Regions from separate parts of the Sus scrofa genome. Here region 2 is linked to region 1. Evidence: chromatin contacts called from public Hi-C data. All regions are on one chromosome and are shown on one strand. The core of a region is the stretch at or near the end of the contact, and the rest is flanking DNA. Distances in the headings are between cores, read along the strand shown.

Region 1 (4,429 bases), core at 929-3,428:
GCTCAGTCGTGGTATGATAACAAACAAGTAGAATGATAAATTTCCTCTGAAAGAAAAGTCTGACTAAATTTTGGTTAAAAAAAAATCTCTTTGGGTTTGACTAATGATTTAAGTAAGACTTAACAAGGACTCAAGTCAGTACTATCTAGGCTGAAATCTCTTTTAATGATGAGAAACCAGAGCTCCTGTTGTGGCTCAGCAAGCAGGGAACCTGACCAGTATCCATGAGGACACAGATTCGATCCCTGGCCTCATGCAGTGGGTTAAAGATCAGGCATTGCAGTGAGCTGCCTTGTAGGCTGCAGACTCCAAGCTGGGATTTGCTATGTCTGTGGCATAGGCTGGCAGCTGCAGCTCCTATTCAACCCCTAGCCTGGAAACTTCCATATGCCGCAGGTGCGGCCCTAAAAAAAAAACCAAAAAAAGAAAAAAAGATGAGAAACCGATCATTTAAATAAGCTACATAAATATTTGTTCCCACCCCCTTGCCTACAACTTGAAAATCCATCCAAATGCTTTCTGACACAGCTTAACTTGAAACAAATCCCAGCCAGGGAGCTATAGATCTTAATAAAGAGAAAACCATCACAAAGGCCCTCATCCTTGGCTTCTCACACTAAGGAGTTTCAAGGCTCTGAAACTGGCAAGTCTACTCTATAATTCACTAATAAGAAAGAACGCAGGCCAAAATTTGCATCAATTTTACAGCAGACAGCAGTGGGTCATTTTGTTAAATCCTCTGGAGCACGTGCAATTACCAGACACTTAAGGACATACTAAACTTAGGAGAAGGGTTATTTCTCTACTGAAGCTGACAGCACAGAGCCAGGAGCCAACTCCCCGCTAAGCTTCCTGGTGGTGGCCAACTGTGGTCAAGGGTCTCGCGGCTCAGCAAAGCCAGGGGCACGGCCTCCCCGCCTGTGTGTCCAGAGCTCGGGAAAGTAAAGATGTTAAGTTTCCACAGGTCTCACAGCCAAACGCCAAACGTCTCCAATGCTTTTAAATATGCGTTTTTACTGTCAGTGAAAGTCTCCATCAAATTTTAAAAAGTTCAACTTACTCATTCCTCCCGAATAAACAGAGAAACAAACCTATTTTGCAACCCAAGTTGAAGGACTAATAGCAGGCTTTTTATTAGAAGAAAAACAAGCCCAGGGCCACCATTCCGTGAAAACTGACACACACGGGAAACTGTGCACGTGTGCAAGCGCTGGCTGTCTATCCGCGTGTGTGCTCCCGGTAACGCCGTGCAGGGCTCGAGCCTGGCCTGACCCGCGACTCCCGATCACGCGTCCTAGTCCCAGGAGCTCTGCAGGCTCCGATCGCCCGGGCGCAGCAGGCACCTCGCCGCCGGCCACTTTCCTGCCAGCCCGAGGCGGCGGGTGGCGGGGCTGGCTGACCACTGCCCCCGTTCGGGAGCTCCCCGGGGCCGAAGGGAGCCTGACCCGCACACAACCGCAGCGGCCCGGGGCCCGGGCAACCAGCCACTCCGTCCGGACCACAGGTCCTCCCTCCGGGACCGATGAGGACACTGCCTTGGTTCTCTCGATCTGCGGCGCGACCACCGCGGCGAGCCGGGGTCATGGCAAGCTTCTGGCCGGGCGGCGGCTGGACGGCAAAGAAAACCGGCGATCGCCACCGCCGCCGCCAGAGTCTCTCCGAAGCAATCGCGCGGGCGCAGCAGGCACGGAGATCCGGCTGGCCGCCGCTCCGGGTGGGAAGGACCGCGCAGCGACCACGCCAGGCGGCCGGCGGCTGCAGCTCCCAACTTCAGGCAAAGTTTTCTGCTGTTGCTCTCAGAGCCGGCGGAGGGCTCCGAGTGGCGCCGACACGCACCCAGGCCGCCAAGGGGCGGGGGCCGACCTGGGGCCGGGCTCCGGAGTCAGCGCCCCGGGCTCGTCCGCTCTGTCCGCCCGAGCGCGAGGTGCCCTCCCTCCCCGCTGGTCTCGCGCCGGGGCAGGGAACTGGCACACGCAGTGCCGGAGCCGCCGCTCCCCAGTCTGGACCCGCGGTCCGCCGCTAGTGCTCTCCCACCCGGGAGCTGCATGCGTCCCGGGCCCCTTCCGGCCCGCACGCCCCAGGCCACAGCGAGTGCGGCCCCTCTTACCTGAAAACGTATCCCCCGCCGCAGTTAGCAAAAGTCCGTACAAAGTCACCAGCCAAGTCCCAAGTCTGCTCATGGTGCTGAGCGCACGCCGGGCCGCTCCCCGGCGGCGCTGGGTGGGCGCGAGGTCCGAGGGCGGCCGGGAGCTTTCCTTCCAAGGCGGCGAGGAGAGCAGGGTGAACACCCAAAACCAGAGCCAGACCCGCAAAGTGCCAACACTTGCAGAAGTCTCAACTCCGGGGGCTCCCGGGGCCGGGGCCGAGGTCCTGGATCCTCCCACCCAGTCGCCAGCCCCGCTCGGAGCTGGAGCGGCTGCAAGAGGGAGCGGAGGGCGCGCCCGCGGAGCCAAAATCCGCCCTCCGTGCCGGCTGCTGCACCCGCCGCCGCTCTCCTTCCCCGGGTAGGGACCCGAGCCGCCGGCGCCGCGGTGGCCGGGGCCGCGGCCGCGCTTGTCCCGCCCGCCGCCTCTCAGCCAGCAGCCGAGCCAGCCCCCGGGCGGCGGCGCGCCAATGGCCGAGCCCGCGCCGGCTGCGCGCGGGGCTCCTGCTCCCCGACTGACTGGCAGTGCCCCGCAGGCCGGCTGAAGGGAGCGCCCACGTCACGGCCGCCCGCGCTGCCGCGGCCCGCTAGAGGGCGTGAGCGCCCGGCCCCGCCGGCCCTACGGGTCCGCGCCCGGCGCTGAGAGGCAGCGGCGCCTCGGGGGGAGCCGGGCGGGGGGCGGCCGCGGGGGCGGTGTCACCGCGCGGAGAGCGGCTGCCGGGAGGTGCCTCGTGCTCCCTCCCGCTCGCGTCCCGCCCCGCCGCGGCTTGGGTTTCGAGGCCGGCTTCCGGGAGGGTGACCGCGCAGGGGCCGCGCGGCGGCCAGAAGTTTGTCCCGGGTCACAGGCCGCCAGGAGTTGGCGAACGAGGCTGGCGGGACGGCGGCCTTGCGGCCCCGCGGGCGGACGAGGCGGCTCCAATCCCGGCGCCGGATGGCAGTGTCCGCAGCGGGGCCGGCAGTCGCAAAGCCGCTCTCCCCCGCGGCTTTGGGCAGGGCGAGCCGGTAGATCGGGAGGCTGCGAGGGGCTGCGAGCTTCTCCGCGCGGCGGGTGCAGAGAAGTTGGCGGACGCCAGAGGAGGGAGCGGCGGCCTCGGGCACCGAGACCCAGCAGCGCGCCAGCCTCCCGACTGGACCACTCGCGCTCCTGCCCCAGGAGCCCTGCACCCGGCGGAGCAGGAAGCGCTCTGCGGCTTCATTGCGCCCCCGCCGTCCCGGTTGGGCCCCAGCGAGCCGCGGGCGATACACGGAAGGTGGCGGTCACAGCGGAACGAGAGTTTGGACCTACGTAACCTGTGATTTGTGTATCTGGTACTAAGTGTTGGGAAATGCGAGAGGAGGAGGGGTGGGTAATGAATCAAATATCTTGAAGTGTGTAATTTACCGTTTGGGTCTGGAATGCCTACTTCATTAAGTGACTAAAACAGTCTTCCAATGCTTCGGTAAAAAGGTTCTCTTTGTGAAATTGCAAATAAACAAATAAAAAGGGGTGGAGTGATCTTTCTATCTCCCGGGGAATACGCACGTCGAGCCAGCTCTGAGCAGCTGTAGACGCTAGGCCTAGCTGACTGAACGCAATGGAAGGCCTGGGAAGAGGTTAAATTAGAAGCCGAGTAAGGACCCGTGAGTAGGACGGGTGTACCAGCCAGAGGGGGGACGCAGGTGTGTCCGGGGCCCTTCTGTGCTGCTCTCACCTGGAGCTTACAAAGACCCAGAAAGTATACTGATCCCACGCTCACCTAGACCCTGTCTCCAGTTGACCCTAGAACCAACAAGCTGTAACTAAGGATAGGTCATAGCTGTCACCTCCCCGGGGGAAAACTGCGGGACTGGAGGATTTTTGCTTTTGGTGCTCCAACCAACAGCTCCTCTTTCTGCTGGAATTCCACTTCTTAGATCCTTTTCAGAAGTGCTCTTTAAAAGGTTCTATATTAATAGTTTACTTCTTAGTACTAGGACCTTACACCGTCCTGCTGCTTCTCTCAAATATGTACCTGTTGAGCCTTATTGCAAAATGAACATTTGAAGAAGGGAGAGGCAGGGCACTCCCATACCTTCAAAGACAGGCAATGAGGGTCTGCAGCATGAACTTGCCTTGTGCTGAGGTCCTGCATCGTTTTGCGTGGTAATGTGCTTTCCAATGGAGCTTTTCTGTTAGGAGGCCCTAGGGGATTCAGATAAAGAGAGAAAAGTCAATCTAGCCATTTTTTCTTCTAAGTTTTTTAAGTTGGGCGAAGAAGTTCAAGATAGCATAGGATTTCACTTGCAAAGTACGTGAATTTTTCAGCA
Region 2 (4,429 bases), core at 650-3,149, 130 kb before region 1:
GGGACACACAAATGTCCTTGCAGTGTCCTCTGGGAAAACAAGTTAAGCCTCATGCAACCATTTCTCTGAAGATATTTCATTCAGGAACCCCACACATAGAAAGCTGGAGAGAACTTAATTTTCACAATGATTACTATCTAGTTCCTTGATGATCCTTCAATTTTTCCACCTATGAATATACATATAAATCGCGGTTGGATTCATAAATACTCCAGAAAACACAGATAAATTATTCCTGTTTCTATTAACTAAAAGAGAGAAAAGCTGCTATGTTGGATGTTACATAGTCATGAAAAACCACAGTAATGAATCTAGAGTGATATTTCGCACTATCAAAATATCTGAATCTTAAGTATCATCTCATAGTATGGTACAAAAAAACAGAAAGTGGAATAACTCAGAGAAGCTTTATGAAAAGACCTCAGATGGGTGCCAAGAAGACTGGGATATTAATCCCACATTTATTATCCATACTTACCGATTCTATGACTTTGACCTAATTACCTTAAACTTCGATGCCCCTGATATTAGTACCTATACCAAAGAAATGACTGTAATATCTATAACAATAGCTATTTGGGGAATTAGCAAAAAGATGACAGTTGCCAAAACACCTGGCACACAACGGAGGATCCTAAGTAACCGATATTTTTTAGCTACTTAACATAATTCTTTGGGGTTAAATTTCTCACATTTGAATGTGCTGTAAAATTGCAAATGTTTAACACAGTACACAGAAAAAATCTATTTACCCATTCTCAAGTTGTTCCAGAAGCAAAAGCCAAACACACATTCACTTTCCCACATTCAAATTGGGGAGAAATAGTAATTTGGCTGTTTATTTGGACTTCTAAGTCTGCAAAACAGCTTCTTTCCAACATAAATTCAAACCTGCCATGCTATTGGCTTTCCACAAAAAAAAAAAAAAAAAAAAAAAAAAAGTGACTTGGCTGTCTCTCAGAAGACTTAACTAAATACAGCTGTGAGACTTGACCAAAAAAAGTGAAAATACACAACTAAGCAAAAAAGTTTTTCTGAGTATACACTTAAATTCATTAAGAATTAATACCAAAGACAGCATATTCTCCTTACAAGCCAAAATAATTTAGTAAAGAATAAAAGTAATCTTTGGGGGTTAAAAAATATCTGATGAAAAAATATATGGTTACTATAACTTCAGAATGCACACAAGCACCAAAGGCACCGGCCTTTCTCAGAAGTTTCTTTGACATAGAAGAGATTTAGAGGAGAAAGAGGCTGGTCTTAAGAGTTACTTGGTCCACAGTCCCTTCTAGTCAAGAGTCTCTTGTACCACATCCCTGCCTGGTGTTTGTCCAGATGCTGCTTAAATACTGTCAATGATGGGAAGTCAGGACTTGCATCACCCATTTCATTGTTTCAGAGCCCAAGTGACAGGAAGCTCTTCACTAAAAATAAAACCACCTTGTAAATCAACTGTACTTCAATTTTTAAAAAGAAAAAAATAACAAAATAAAAATGAACCCACCAAGAAATTCCCAAAACAGCAAAACGAAAACAAAGAAGTTAAAAAACAAAACAAAACAAAAACCAAAACCCAAACTAAACAAAACAAAAATTTATCCTACTAGTGAATTATGCGTAATGAGTTAAATGAAAGGCCCAGGTCTTTTCATAGGAACAGCAGTCAAGGCCAACATTCTCCATTCTTCACTTACATACTCACTCTTCTTCAACAAAAGACGTCACTTTGTGTCACTTAGATCGGTAATTCCAAGACAGAACATTATAGTGTATGTGCTAAAAATTAACAGAGTTGCATTAAAAAGCCATGAAAGCTTCAGCTGAGCAAAGAGAAGAGCAGTGTCAAGGTCCAAAGAGTTGACAGTCCAGTGTACCCATGCCGATGGCAAATCAGCAGCCATCCGAGAGATTGAGAGATGGCAGGACGGGAGACCCGGTCAGGAATGAGATGTGCTTAGTGTGGGAAGGAGGCTGAGAGGGGACATGAAGATACACGATCCATTTACTCCTAAACCTTTACTGAAGACCTTCTGGGCACCAGCACTGTGCAAGTCACGGATCAGTAATCTCTGAAGAGTGGAAGGACAATGAGTGCTAAAAAAGTAAAAATAAAAATACTCTAACAGCTCACAAGTGGGAGAAATATTTTTCAAACCACATATCTGATAAGAGACTGATAACCAGAATATACAAAGAACACTTAAAACTCAAGAAATAGGAGTTCTCCTGGTTCCCACTGCAGCACAGTGTGTTAAGGATCCCACTGCAGCAGCTCAGGTCACCATAGAAGCACGGGTTCAATCCCCTGCTCTGTGCAAAGGGTTAAGGATCTGGCGTTGCCTCAGGTGTGGTGTAGGCTGCAGCTGTGGCTTGGATTTGATCCCTGGCCCAGGAATTTCCATATGCCATGGGCATGGCCAAAATAAACAAAAAAGGAAAAGAAAGAGGAAAAGAGGTGTTCCCCTGTGACATGGTGGATTAAGGATCCAGCATTGTCACTGCAGTGGCTCAAGTTGCTGCTATGAGGAGGATTCGATCCCTAGCCTGAGAACCTCCACATGTCTCAGGTGCAGCCAAAGGAAAAAAAAAAAATTAAAAAAAAAAAAAACCAAAATAGACCAATTTAAAATGCGCAAAGGACCTAACGAGACAATTCTTGAAACAAGATACAAATGGCCAACAAGCACATGCAAAGATGCTCAACATCATTAGTCACTCAGGGAATGCAACTCAAATGCACAGTGTGTATTGCTTCTCACCAGGAGGATGGCTAGAATCAAAAAGAGGGCCAATAACAAGCATTGGCAAAAATGAGGAGAAACCAGAACCCACCCTCATCCATTCCAGGTGGAAATGAAAATGGTGCAGCTTCTTTGGAAAAGTTTGGCAGTTTTTCTAAAACATAAATATAGAGTTACCGCATGACTCAGGAATTCTACTAGTAGGTATAAAACTAAGAGAAATGAAAACATACACCCATGCAAAATCTTATACACAAATGTTCATAGCAAAATATTCATAAATAGCCAGAAAGTAAGAGCAACCCAGATGCCTATTAACTGATGAATGAGATGTTAAGATGTGCTATATCCACCCAATGGACCATTAAGCCATAAAAAAGAATAATATACTGAGACATACTACAAGGTAGGTGAAACTTGAAAACATCACAAAAAACCATGTATTGAATGATTCCATCTTAAGAAATATCCATAACAAGCAAATCCATAGAAATGCAAAGCACATTAATAGTTGCCTAGAGTTGGACTGGGGATTGGCTGCTAATGGCTACAGAACTTCTTTAAGGGGTGATGAAAACGCTCTGAAAAACAGACGGTGCTGATGGCTGGACAACTCTTTGGATACAAACACACTGAATTGTACACTCTAACCCAGTGAATTGTATGGTATGTAGGTTACATATCAATAAAGCTAGTTTTTTTTTAAGAACAACAACAAAAAAATGACACTCCATCATCTCAGAAGGGAGACTTAAACATCAGTGCTTAGAAGAACAAGGAAGTTAAATTTGGGGTCCGAGTTACAGTCCATCATTCAGATGTGGCCAGTGACCATAATGGCCATCTCACTGCTGAAGACCCCAAGTTCAGCGAGAAGCTGGGTAAGCTCCTGAACTGGCTTGCACAGATGCAACACCTACCGCTAAGATAAGCCACTTGGACCTGCGGAAATCTACGGTCAAATGCAACCCTAAAACACTACTGGTCTGTGCCACTGATAAAAGTATGAACAATAAGAACATTTAATTCTTCAGTAACACCACTATAATAAACAGTTTTAAAAAAATAAAATAAGGTTCAGAGTCCCATCACCTCACATTTTCTAAAGTTTATTTCAAATATATGTTTACATCAGGAGCAGCCAGTCTTTACTACTGCTCTCTTAATCTTTGCTCATTTCTCTGTCTTGCATTGAACAGTGAATTAACTGCCTTCCGTTTTATCTGTGTGTGTGTATGTGCTCTGACCAGTGGGAATGGTATACGTCTCATTGTATCCATAATGGAGTTAAAAAATAATGAACGTTCACGGCTAGATTCTAAAAAATCTTCACAGTGAAGATGAAGGAATTGATTCTGGAAAACCGATGCGGCAGGGATACGGCAATACACCAGCGGTCTGCAGGTGTGACAGTGGCACAAATGAATTAGTCTTCTTTTATGATACAGTCAGTCACTACTTGTTAAGGGCCAGGTTTTCCGTAGGCTTGGTCTGATTTAAATCAGGTTTTACTGGGTCAATGTTGCTTTCACTTTTTTAATCTTAAAAAAAAACAAGAAGTGGGAAAAATAGTTAAAGCCACACTTTTCCAATAATAAGAAACCATCACAATTATCTTTATATCTGCAATTCCTAAAATGATGGTTCATTAAAACAAAACATATACATAAGATGCTTTATAAATA

Evidence for each region. Hi-C and Micro-C count contacts between places; a contact is called where the count stands out from the background.
Region 2: a contact with region 1 is called in a Hi-C map of liver, with 3 times the contacts expected there. The contact joins the enhancer-like site here to the promoter of LOC106510670 in region 1. A contact is called at or near these places in 1 of 5 promoter capture datasets (liver), 5 of 47 Hi-C or Micro-C datasets (embryonic fibroblasts, fetal heart ventricle, liver and 1 more) and 1 of 2 datasets of contacts at active chromatin or transcription factors (skeletal muscle).

The regions. Positions count from the first base shown.
Region 1 is chr6:100,090,289-100,094,717 of Sscrofa11.1, forward strand. It overlaps LOC106510670, which reads left to right and starts at 2,179. Exons shown (of 4, transcript XM_021097607.1): 1 at 2,179-2,437; 2 at 2,509-2,679; 3 at 2,745-3,444. The coding sequence starts at 2,179. The coding sequence ends at 3,439. PTPRM (receptor-type tyrosine-protein phosphatase mu) reads right to left here and starts at 2,678. Exons shown (of 36, transcript XM_021097712.1): 1 at 2,108-2,678. The coding sequence starts at 2,180.
Region 2 is chr6:99,956,257-99,960,685 of Sscrofa11.1, forward strand. The region is part of intron 1 of PTPRM (receptor-type tyrosine-protein phosphatase mu); the gene reads right to left. Among named protein-coding and RNA genes, the nearest start is that of PTPRM, 130 kb to the right of the region's middle. Within about 2 kb of position 1,900, at least 2 of the 83 cell types and tissues checked have an H3K27ac peak or open chromatin away from gene starts, as enhancers often do. A contact at or near this core is called in liver, where this site is marked.